Regions from separate parts of the Mus musculus genome. Here region 1 is linked to region 2. Evidence: chromatin contacts called from public HiChIP or PLAC-seq data. All regions are on one chromosome and are shown on one strand. Each heading gives the region's core, a stretch centred on a gene start, on an enhancer-like site or on the middle of the called end of the contact. The rest is flanking DNA. Distances are from core to core; before and after follow the strand shown.

What was found. HiChIP or PLAC-seq counts read pairs in DNA pulled down with a chosen protein or histone mark.
Region 1: an HNF4G HiChIP or PLAC-seq map of pancreatic cancer cells shows a contact between it and region 2. The contact joins two enhancer-like sites. A contact is called at or near these places in 1 of 15 datasets of contacts at CTCF or cohesin (the NIH/3T3 cell line), 2 of 484 Hi-C or Micro-C datasets (the N1E-115 cell line and nephron progenitors) and 1 of 115 datasets of contacts at active chromatin or transcription factors (pancreatic cancer cells).

Annotation. Positions count from the first base shown.
Region 1 is chr16:24,309,629-24,315,441 of GRCm38.p6, reverse strand. No RefSeq gene overlaps it. Among named protein-coding and RNA genes, the nearest start is that of Gm38456, 16 kb to the right of the region's middle. Within about 2 kb of position 1,726, at least 54 of the 459 cell types and tissues checked have an H3K27ac peak or open chromatin away from gene starts, as enhancers often do. A contact at or near this core is called in pancreatic cancer cells, where this site is marked.
Region 2 is chr16:24,172,930-24,178,247 of GRCm38.p6, reverse strand. No RefSeq gene overlaps it. Among named protein-coding and RNA genes, the nearest start is that of Gm32126, 16 kb to the right of the region's middle. Within about 2 kb of position 3,462, at least 32 of the 459 cell types and tissues checked have an H3K27ac peak or open chromatin away from gene starts, as enhancers often do. A contact at or near this core is called in pancreatic cancer cells, where this site is marked.

The DNA.
Region 1 (5,813 bases), core at 477-2,976, 140 kb before region 2:
GGGAAAGGGAGAAGAGAGGAAGAGAGAGGGAGGGAGAGAGGGGGAGGGAGGAAGGGAGATCTATAGGGCTAGAGCTGTAGTCCCATTATATTTCTAAAGAAAGTGCCACTAAGGACATTTCTTCCTTAAGTGCCCCCACCTGAGTATCTGCAGCTTCCTGATAATGCCACCATGGGGACCAAGCTTTTAATACATGGCCTTTAAGTGACATAACAAATAGCACTCACTTCTTTCATCCCCCGAACCACCCTTTAGTGCTAAGTGGTATAAACTGTGGCACTATTGTTCCTGGAGTTATTAAGGGTCAAGGTCTGGGCCTTGATAGACTCAGCTCCTGTCCTCAGTAAGCCAATGACATCAATAGTAGTGAGGTACAGAAAGAAAGGCATATATGTCCTAGGCATGTCATAGAGCTGTGATCTGTTCTAGGTATGGGCAGCCAGGGAGGAGATAATCTATGGCATGGAAGTTGGTTCGGGGCCATGGTGTGTGGGATTTCGGGGCCCTAGGAGTCATAGATTCACGTGGTCTTCTATACCTCTCGTCTGGCAGGAAAGGCCAGCATTCAGACCCTAAGGCTCCAGGGTTGTTTGATTCTATTGCTATCTTTCAGTTCCTGTGAGAGACTTTCCTTCTTATCTCACCTGACCTACTCATTGACCTACTCAGTCCCGGGGTCCTAAGGCATAGAGGCTGTGTGATTATATTGAACACCAGTCCGGCTCCTCATTGTAAAGGTGGAACTACTGAGCTCTGATTAGTGTTAATTCAGTTAATTACTGAAGTAAGTAACCTTTCAAGTTCCTTATATTGTACCATATAACACTCCCCAGTACACCAGTACAGGGTTAGAGCATGGAGAACAGAAATATTATATGTGTGTGTGTGTGTGTGTGTGTGTGTGTGTGTGTGTGTGCTGGTGATAGCACAGTCAGATCCACTGCATTTAATACATCAGATCCACTGCATTTAATACATCTGCAATTAGAGATTTTGAGCAAAAAAAAAAAATTATGAAAAATACAAGCAAGCAGGAAAAAAAACCCAAGTTAATCGAGTTGTAGTGTTAGAAAAAGTACTTCCCCCGTTGGATATATTGAATTCACTCAAATCTGCTATTGCAGAGCAGAGATAAAAATTAATAGCTTTGTTTCCTGTGATCTCTTTATCAGACGAAGTGCAGGACTAAGGCTCTCAGTTACTTTAATGGAAAAACTGAAGTTGTATTATCAGATGATAAGGCTGTGTCAGGTGTTATTTTATTCTCTTATCTTCCTTGTTCAAGGTGAGGTGCTGGAGTCCTGATGGATGAGCTGGCCTGCCAGCTGGCCTGCTGTGACCATGGATCTCAGAGCCTTGATCTCACTCTGCCTTTCAAGATAACTGTGGCAGGTGAGAGAGGCCTCCAGGCCAGTTGATTCTGATCTCAAACTAAAGCCTTGATGGCTGGGGTCCTTGTCACAGGACGGTGGACTTGAGGAGATCTGCTAACTCAGTCCAGTAAGCAAGGAACATCGGAGATCACCTGCTAATGCTGGCTGAATAAACTCTCCGGGAGGGGGTCATGAAGTGATGTGGCCCAGGGTAGCTGCACTGCAGGTGCTTTCTGGCCCCCTCCCGGAGAGTTTATTCAGTGAGCGTTAGCAGGTGATCTCAGATGTGCCTTGTGTTATGTTTGATCATGATGAGTCATGCCAGTCCCTGCTACCCTTGGGAAGCTCCCAGCCCAGAGGGCAGCAGACTTGATCACGAGGTAAGGAGGCTTATTCATATCCTCCTCTGGGCTTCCAGAGCACTTTGTACCTATCTGTACTTCAGCTGTTGTTGTTGTATGTGAGCAGTTATTTGTCTGCAAGACTGTATTTTCCCTATTTGAATACAAGCTCAACAGAAAAGGGTGAAGGCATACATGTGGTCTCATGCCCACTGTTTTAGCACCATGGATGAAGTAAAACCAGTATGTGTGAACTATTAGTGTGTATGACAGCTGTTGTGTTTATTTGTTATTTAATTACTGGTGTGTATTTTTTTTTTTACAGCGTCACCTTCAATCAGTTTTACTAATAGCAGAGGTTTCAAAAAGAAGTAGCTAAAAAAAAAAAAAAAAAAAAGAAGTAGCTTTACTGAATGCTGGGCATGAGGTCATAATTTCACAGCTCAGCCCCCTATTCACTCACAAAAAGGCCCTGGTGTCTCATCGTTCACTGGTGCTAGTGGTGGATCAGGGCTGACCATGGGCCAAGAGAATGTTGGCCACCAGTGAGGCAGAATAGGTTCTGATTGTTCTAGCTCTCCACTGAGATCAGGATTAGGGGCCAGGTTGTCCCCTGTCTAAAAGCCTCAGTTACTTTATCTGGGGGGCATTTTTATGAACAGGGACTCATAAAGCTCTGTCTATCATGCTTCTAAAGGCTGTTAAGGGAGTCTTATGAAAATGGATGTAGAAGGCTTCCGGGGAAGATAGTAGACTAGGCAGTGCCTCCATGTAACCTAGCGAGGAAAAACCAAAACATGAAAAAAATACACTATATTTCAAAAGGAGAAAGAGGAAGTGCTCCGGAAGAGTTCCAGAGTAGTGATGTGATACCCCAAGAGTGCAGAGCCAAAGAATGACCTCATCAGCCAACGCTCCATCCCTATGGCTCCTGAGAAGGGCTAGCACACTATCTACGTTAGTGGTTCCATTGTCTGACCTATGGTTCTTGGTGAGGTCAATGAACATTAATTAATTAAGTATATTCCTATTTCTTGTACCATTTGATTGTGATGCTATTCTAACAGTTTGCTTTCCTCACACTGACTGGTGCTGGAGAGTGAGCCCTCAAGAGTAGGTTCCTCAATAAGAAAATCTCCAAATCCAACTAGTTGAGATGTCCAACAAATGCAAAGATCACATCACAGAAGTACAAGAGTTAGCAAATGGCAAGGTGGCACTAATCCTCTACCAGGTCACAAGTCTTTTTTTTTTTTTTCACTTTTAAAATAGACTATTATAATCACTTTATTTTTGCATTGGGACTTTTTTGCTTCTGAGGTTTTTTTTTTAATATTTTTTATTACATATTTTCCTCAATTACATTTCCAATGCTATCCCAAAAGTCCCCCATACCCTCCCCCCCACTTCCCTACCCACCCATTCCCATTTTTTTGGCCCTGGCATTCCCCTGTACTGGGGCATATACAGTTTGCGTGTCCAATGGGCCTCTCTTTCCAGTGATGGCCGACTAGGCCATCTTTTGATACATATGCAGCTAGAGACAAGAGCTCCGGGGTACTGGTTAGTTCATAATGTTCCACCTATAGGGTTGCAGATCCCTTTAGCTCCTTGGGTACTTTCTCTAGCTCCTCCATTGGGAGCCCTGTGATCCATCCAATAAGGTCACAAGTCTTTAACTGTTGAGTTAAACGATGTTAAAACAGGTGAAACACTGCATGAAGATTTCAAAAGTTTACTAGTAAACACGATGAATTACCTTAAGGAGGATATGAACAAGCAAATAAATTGAAGCCAGGACCCAATTTGAACGTCAGCAACATAAAATGGAAGTCAGCAAAATGAATGAGAAGATAAGGAATGTTCAGAGGGAAACTGAGATTTTGAAAAATGAAGCAAACAGAAATGCTGGAAATGAAAAAAACAAAATACTCAAATGAGTAAATGAAAAAGTACAGGGGGAATCGTGACCAATGAAGCCAACCAGGAAGGAAAAAAGAATGTTGCAGATGGAGAATAAGATGTAAGACATGCTTCCCTGGGACATCAGGTAAAAAACCAATGGGCTTGGGCACAACATTCAAGAATTCTGAGATAGACCCAAGAGACCAGACATAAGAATCCTGGGGCTAGAAAAAAGAAACATGCAGAAAATAAAGAGTAGAGAAACTATTTGATGAAATTATAGCAAAATTTTCCCTTAGTCCAGAGAAATGAATGTCCAAACACAAGAGGCAATTACAGCCCCAAATAGACTTGATGAACCCCTTTCCAGAACATTCTAAGATGTGAAGACTACAAAGTAAATAATTATTAAAAAGCTGTGCAGGAAAAATTCCAACTCACCTACAAAGACAAACACAGCCGAATATTATCATCTCTATCGCAAGCAACTCCAAAAGCCAAAAAAAAAGACCAATATATTTTAAGTCTTGAAAGTAAATCACTGCTAACCCAAATTACTAAATCCAGCAAAGCTATCATTTAAAATTGACCAAGAAATAGGTGCATTTTGAGATAAGCACAAACTAAGGCAGTTCATGACCAGCAAACTTGACTGCAGAAGGTACTTAAGGGAATGCTATACACAGGAAGAGAAAAGAATCAAGTTTAGTAATGAGAACAAAGGAAAGAATACATTTTGGGGAAAGGATAGAAGAACACGAGGGAGCTATGTCCAAACAGTAAGTGAGAAACCCCTCATGCTAAGGAGGGGAAAGGGAAGAACCAACAGTAACCTAGCTGCAAGTAAACAGCCAACAGGATCGCAGGGTTTAGTCAACAGCTCTCAATAAGAATCTTAAGTATAAACATCCCCAAACCACCAATAAAGAGACACAGACTGGCTGACTGGATAAAGAGCCTGGATGTAATTGTCTCTAATCAAATCTCACTGACAAAGACAAAGATTGAGAGTCAAAGGGTAGAAATCAATTTATCAAGCAAAATCCATCTAGAAACATGGTGCCGTAGCTATTCTAGTGCCCAATAATGTAGACTTTAAACCAAAATTAGTCAGAACAGATACAGAAGGCCATTACGTACTGTTAGAATGATCCACTTAGGTTACTTAACAGTTATAAATATATATGCAACGTAAGTGGAGAGACTCAATTTTATAAGAAGCAAACTCCCGTGGACATAAAAGGTCTGTTGGGTTCTAATTCAGAAGGAGTAGTTGGCTTCAATACCCCAGTCTCATCTTTAAATAAGTCATTCAATGGAAGGGCAACAAAGAAACTTTGTTGTTAAACTATACTATAGAAATGAAATATATATCCTCAGCAGTTCATTGATCCTCTAAAATAGACCATATAGCATGACATAAAGTATGTCTCAACAAATGTAAACATTTATACTGGAACTCCCCTGAAAGCACCCCCAATGAGTAAACTGTACCCCACTCCCTGCACCTGATTTCCCCAAACCAACTCTGCCTGCTTTCCTGGAAACATAGTGGCACCAGAGATACCGGGTAATCCTTAGCCTCCTAAAGCCACTGCAGCCAACTCCTCTGAAAGCTCTCAACAGCTGTAAACTGCATCTCACACCCTATGCCCCATTTTTCACCTCACTAATCTGCCAGCTTTCCCAGAGGCAAGCCCCAAATCAGAAACATTAGGCAAGACCCCTTCCAAGCCCCTGCCCATAAACTTGCCTGACAGCACACACAACACACAACAGCAACCCCAAACCCTGTGCTCCATTTTCTGCTCCACAACTCTGCTTCCATTCACAGAGGACTGATGGTACCAGGGATAACCAGGTAAGATCCTGCCCTAAGCCCTTGCCTGAAATATTCCCCTAAAACACACCCATCAACCTCAGACTACACCCTATCCCCTGGACTCCAATTTCCAGCCCACAGTCCCACCTGCTTTCCTGGAACCTCAGATCACGCTGGTACTAGGGACTCCAGAGGCCTCATCGTTCGCAAACACCAAATGGAGACATTCTACTGGACTGAAGAGTATTCACCAGAACTCAGGCCAGTGGACAGAAAGGAAACAGAAACCAAGGGAAAAATCATCCCTCAAACACTCATCCATCGAAGAAGGAAATGACTGTAGAACCAATCTTACAAAGGTGATAGAGGTCT
Region 2 (5,318 bases), core at 2,213-4,712:
GAACAATGTGGGAGGAAGAAAATAAGAGAGAAGAGGAGACAGGGAGGGGACAGGCACTGAGGGAGGTCTAGATGCATCAGGAGCAGGAATTTCAGCACAGGGCATTTCAAGACCAAAATACAATAGTGCTACAGGGGGTTATTTAAAAAAGGGCCCAGACTAGATCTGGCAGCTAAGTGACCCATGTAGAACACTTACTAGCTATGCTATAGTATCCCTCCCACTAATATGAATCAGAATAGTCTTTCCTATCTTCCTTGAGTGCCTCCTGAGAAAATGAACCACAGGAAGCCTAGAGGAAATGTTCTGTAAATGCTGAAATGTCCCAAAGCCTGAAAATGTCCCAAATAGTAGGTATTGGTTTTTAATCACAGACAGCTTCCAGGTTAAACCTTCAAAAGGCCACAGACTGCATTTTCCAGGGCACTCAGCTGTTACCGCTGTCTCTCTAGGCCTCCTAGATCAGGAGATCTAGCATTTGTGGCATCCAAGATTAATGTCCAGGGACGGCTGGCAAAATATGGGGCCACATGGCATCACTAAAAATACTCTTGACCTCAGTAGGAGCATCTTGGGACCCAAAGGGGACAGACTTGGGGGAATAGAGGGCTTGAGAGGCAAGTGACTTCCATCAGCTGGGGTTAGGAAAGGTGAATGCTCCAAGAGCCTCCTTAGAGAGTGTCCGCTGGAATTCATATTCTCTCTCTCTCTCTCTCTCTCTCTCTCTCTCTCTCTCTCTCTCTCTCCCCCCCCCCCCGTCCCTCCTTCCTTCCCTCCCTCCCTCTCTCCACCCTCTCCTTTCTGCGAATGTTCCAGTGGCGAGTGGGGATTAGAAGAACTTATCTGACCTTTTGTACTCCCCTACTGGAGTAAAAGCTGTGCCTTAAAGCTCTTCCTCATGGCAGGACTCTTAGGAATGTCCCTAGCCTGCCAGTTGGACAATAGATACCCATAGCCCGAAGGAGTTAGGGAGGGGTAAGCCGAAGAACCTGGTATGGAGCTGGTGGAGAGGTTACATCCAGAAGCCGCGGTGTATCATCTCCAGGGATGAGGGGTGGGGAGGTTCACTGCAATCCTAAAGACATAGTTTTCCAAACTCTGTAATTAGAGCTTCAGGCTTTTCCTACTTAAAATTGGGTGTCTGAGTCAGCACCCACCCAAACTAGGGACTTACTAGAAATAGAGGTCCTGTCCCAGACTTCTAGGGCTCTAAACCAAAGTCTGCACACAGACTTATCCATTCCAGATGCACACCTGTACTCATTTGAAAACATCACTCTTGGACCTCTTTCAGGTCCCTTTGAGGGTCACCAATGAGTGAGACCAGTTGTATAAGTGAGGTCTGATTGAAAAATGAAATTTGACAGCTAAGCAAGCTAGTACATTTTCTTAACCTCAGCACTGAAGAGGCTGTGGTCAAAGGACTACTGAGAGTTTGGGGTTAGCCTGGGCAATCTAGTGAGTTTCAGGCCAGGTTGGGCCACAGAGTGATATATATGTGTATATACACATATATATTTTCATATATATGTATATATATGAACATATATATGATATTTAAAAATGTCTTCATTTGCATTTAGAAGAAGATATAAAAGTTAAAATCAATGTGGCCTTTCTCTGTTTACATTAGAACAGTTTACTTTTCCTTCGGGGGGGGGGGGGCCCTGCCACTCAGCTCTGCCTTGCTCATTAGCTCTTGGCTGTCAGAGTCCCACACGCCTAGGGCAAGCCTGGTTGGGAAGGGGCAATTCCATTAAAGAAGGTCCATGTTAGGAGATGAGGTGAGTACCGGGTGTTTTCCCAAGCCAAGGCATTTTCAGCCCTAAGGTCTAGCCTGAGCAGGACTTCCTGGTGAGATGCTGATGGTGCAGGAAAGGAACCTGTCATGACCTGGGTGTGCAGGATCTAGCTCTATTCTCTGAGAGGGGAGGGCAGAAGGGAGGGCTCAGCGAGTTCTCTTCTGTAGGTGGAATTATGCAGGCAGCTTAGTGTTTGTTGTATGAAGCACATCCTGGCAGGATGAGAAGAAGTGCCAGGAGCTGAGAAGAGATAAGCCTGCTTCCAGCTGGGATCTGGGCACAGCCCTGCAGCAGGCAGCAGGTTTTCAGGATTCCAGAGGGAGTGCTTGGCTGCTGAGGCAATGCCTTTTCAGAGCCTCAGTTTGCTCCATTATAAATAGCTATGATTTACATTGCCTTGCTAGCCTGGGGAGACTAAGCATCCCTAGCCTAGGGGATGCTCCTGGCCCAGCCTTCCAGTAGTCACCTTATAGGGAGCATTCTTGGCTTCTGTTGTACAGAGGGGGAAACTGAGGTTTTGGGAAGCTACGGCACTTAAGTCTGGGATGGAGTAGGACCAGAGGGCTGTGGAAGTATTGAGAGGCCCACTAAAGCTGGTCTGGCCCTGGCTTGAGCTCCAGTCTCGTTTCCCTTGTGTCTTGCCCTCTGCCCATATCATTGGCCTGGCTTACTGTTCTAGATGCTCTTGCTGCGTGCACATAATCTCTTTTTCTCTTCGCTAAGTTCTAAACTCTAGACAGGAGCCTTTAATTCCGTCTTGCGACCCAAGTTGCCCTCCCTCGATTGGAGTTGATAATATGCTCCATTGCTACTTGCTTACCTTCAAAGCTTTGAAGGCAAGGGAGTGGCCCAGCCTCTTGGAACCCCACAGAGTGTTGTCCTTGAGAAATGCTTGTGGAATGGTGAGTTAACCAGCAGACTAAAACATTCAAGCTCGTGGCTGAGGCAGAGTTTGCTCCTAGACTCCTGGGAGGGAGAAAGGCATCTGTTGTTCAACAGTCGTGGTCTTGAGGAGGAACGGGAACAGCACCAGCTGTTTATGGGAACTTCTGTGATTAGAGCAGTCTGAGGAGGCAAGAGTTCAAGACACCTGTGTTGTCCAGGTTAACACTTTAGGTTTTCCTCTCCCCTCCTCCCTTTTCCTGTGAATAGAAGTATCCTAACTTATCATTTAGTTGTGAAGAGGACGACATAAGTAGGTTTCTGTAAGGTGTGTCTAGGAGGATTGACACCTACAAAGCCTTTGATAAAGGATAGTCACTAGCTAGTACACAGGACCATTTCTTCTCCTTGGAGCCAACTAGCACCTAAGGACAAAAAAAAAAAAAAAAAAAAAAAAAGGAGTATGGTAGGAAGCCCCCGATTTGGACCCTGAACTGTCTTCTCAGTGCATGAGTGCTGTACATTTTAGGGAGGGTTATCCAGGATTCCAAATGATGGTTTTTAAAAATGGTGTCTGATCTAGCCCGAGGCTAAGTCATTCGTCCCTTCCAATTATGTAAGTATTCAGCAGCAATTCAGGAGTCAAGTGAGTCTAGTCCTTGGGCCACAGACTCTGTTCTTGTGACCTTCCTTTTAGAAAGCCACAGGTGTAGGGGTGGTGAAAAACAGAGGCTGGGAGGCTGGGATCCTCCCAACTTGGATTTATCCTCTGACTCACTCTGTGATCATGGGCCATTTGCTCCCTGTGGGAACCAGTCACATGAGCAGAACAGGCTAGTGCTCAGGCTGTTGTGGAACCAAGGGTGCACCACAGTCTGCACTCTCCAGATAGTAGGTTCTCTCTCTTTCTCTTTTCCCCTCTCCGTCCCTCCCTTCTTCCCTCTTTCCTCTCCTCCCTCCCCCTCTTCCCTCCCTCTGCCTCTCTCCCTCTGCCTCTCCCTCTCCCTCTCCATCTCTCTCATCTCCATACCTGCCTGTTCTGGAGAGAGGGGTAGGAGGAAGCAGCTGAGACAGAACATGGTAATTTCTGTCTTTCCTAGCTTGAAAACAGCCCAGGAAAATACATAAGGCATATGTCATAATTGTCATCTTACAAAGGTAAAAACTGATGCTCAGAGAGACCGAGAGGCCCAAGGTCCCCTTGCTCAGTGAAGACCGCACTTTTACTTTCTCTATTCTGAATTTCTTAGCCAGTGATTCTTAGGACTAGTGGTGGCTGTGGCTGAGTGGGTTCCTTCACCAAAACGAGGTCCTTTACTCCTCCTGATCTGGTTCCCTTGTCCCTCTTGTCCCCATTCGAATCCTCTAAGAGTAGATGTGATGGGCTACAACTGGGACTAGTCCACTGAACAGACCTGGAAAGAGGGTGATTTCCCCATTGCCATCCTGTGCTCAAACTGTCTTCAGGTCCTCATGTAGCATCTTATGAGCAAGCCTTCATGTAAGAACCTGGGGGACTTCAAGCTACTGTTCTCCTGGGACTCTAATGCAGAGTACTGGCAAGGTAGACAGTGGCAGGAGCAACTGAGGCCAAGTGTGACAATGAGACTCCTGAGCTGCATGGTTGACCTGCTTGGAGGGGTTGAAGACAAGTAATTGGGCAGAAAGTCATGCACCTGGAAGATCAAAAGATAAGCTTTCTAAGAGGCGGGCAGGTGGGCAGGGAACAGTGTGAGTCAAGAAGTTGGAAGAATCCAGGCAACTCTGTTGAAACCTTTCTCGTTTCTTCTGTCTCTGCCTATAGTGTTCGCTGCCCCCGCCCTCTCAAGTCTCCAAAGGCTCCCAACTGGTCTCCCCACTCGGCTCCATACACCCCTACCTGGATCTCCACCTTCCTGTTCAGTCCTCTCCCTCTTGCTCCGGTTTGAGCACGCAGTGCTGCACGCCAGCCAGGTGAAGCTACTCAGTCTTCCTGCTCCTGTACTTTTCCACTGTTCACTTTCTCTTGTGTTCTGTGCCTGTGCACCATTCCTAGTTCTGCAAGTGCAAGCCCAGCTTCAGACTTTCAGTCTACTCCAAATGGACCTCCCTTAATCCTACCTCGGTATATATGGGGATGTCTGGTCTGATCTCCTATTTTTTTTGGGGGGGGTGGGTATTTGCAGCCATTTGAGTGTTAGCTACTTCTCTTCCAGTTTTACCTCCTGGAGAGACTGGAATCATCTTGCAGTTAGAAAAGGGATCACATTCAGATCTGTATTCCTTGGTGCCTTGGGGGCCACTTTGTTTTCTCCAGATTTTACTAGGGAAGGAAGGGAGACGTTCAAGCGCTCTAGAATCTAAGCCTCGGTAAGATCAACCATACACTCCAAAAGAAGCTGAGCTGTAATAGACATGCGGATAAACACCTTCAAAGAATGGTGACCAGAGGGGAAAAGGCTTGGCAAGGGGGTGTAAAATAGGAAACCGAGAAACCAGGTATGAGGGAGCTGGCAGTTGTTTGTCTTATGCTTGGTAACAGGAGTCAACAGAAGCTGGAAGAACCTTCTTAGGGAGGGACCAGAATGAATCACAAAAGCTTCCATTTAACCCTTATACTGCACCGGGCATCTTCCCAAGCAGAAGCCAAGAGAC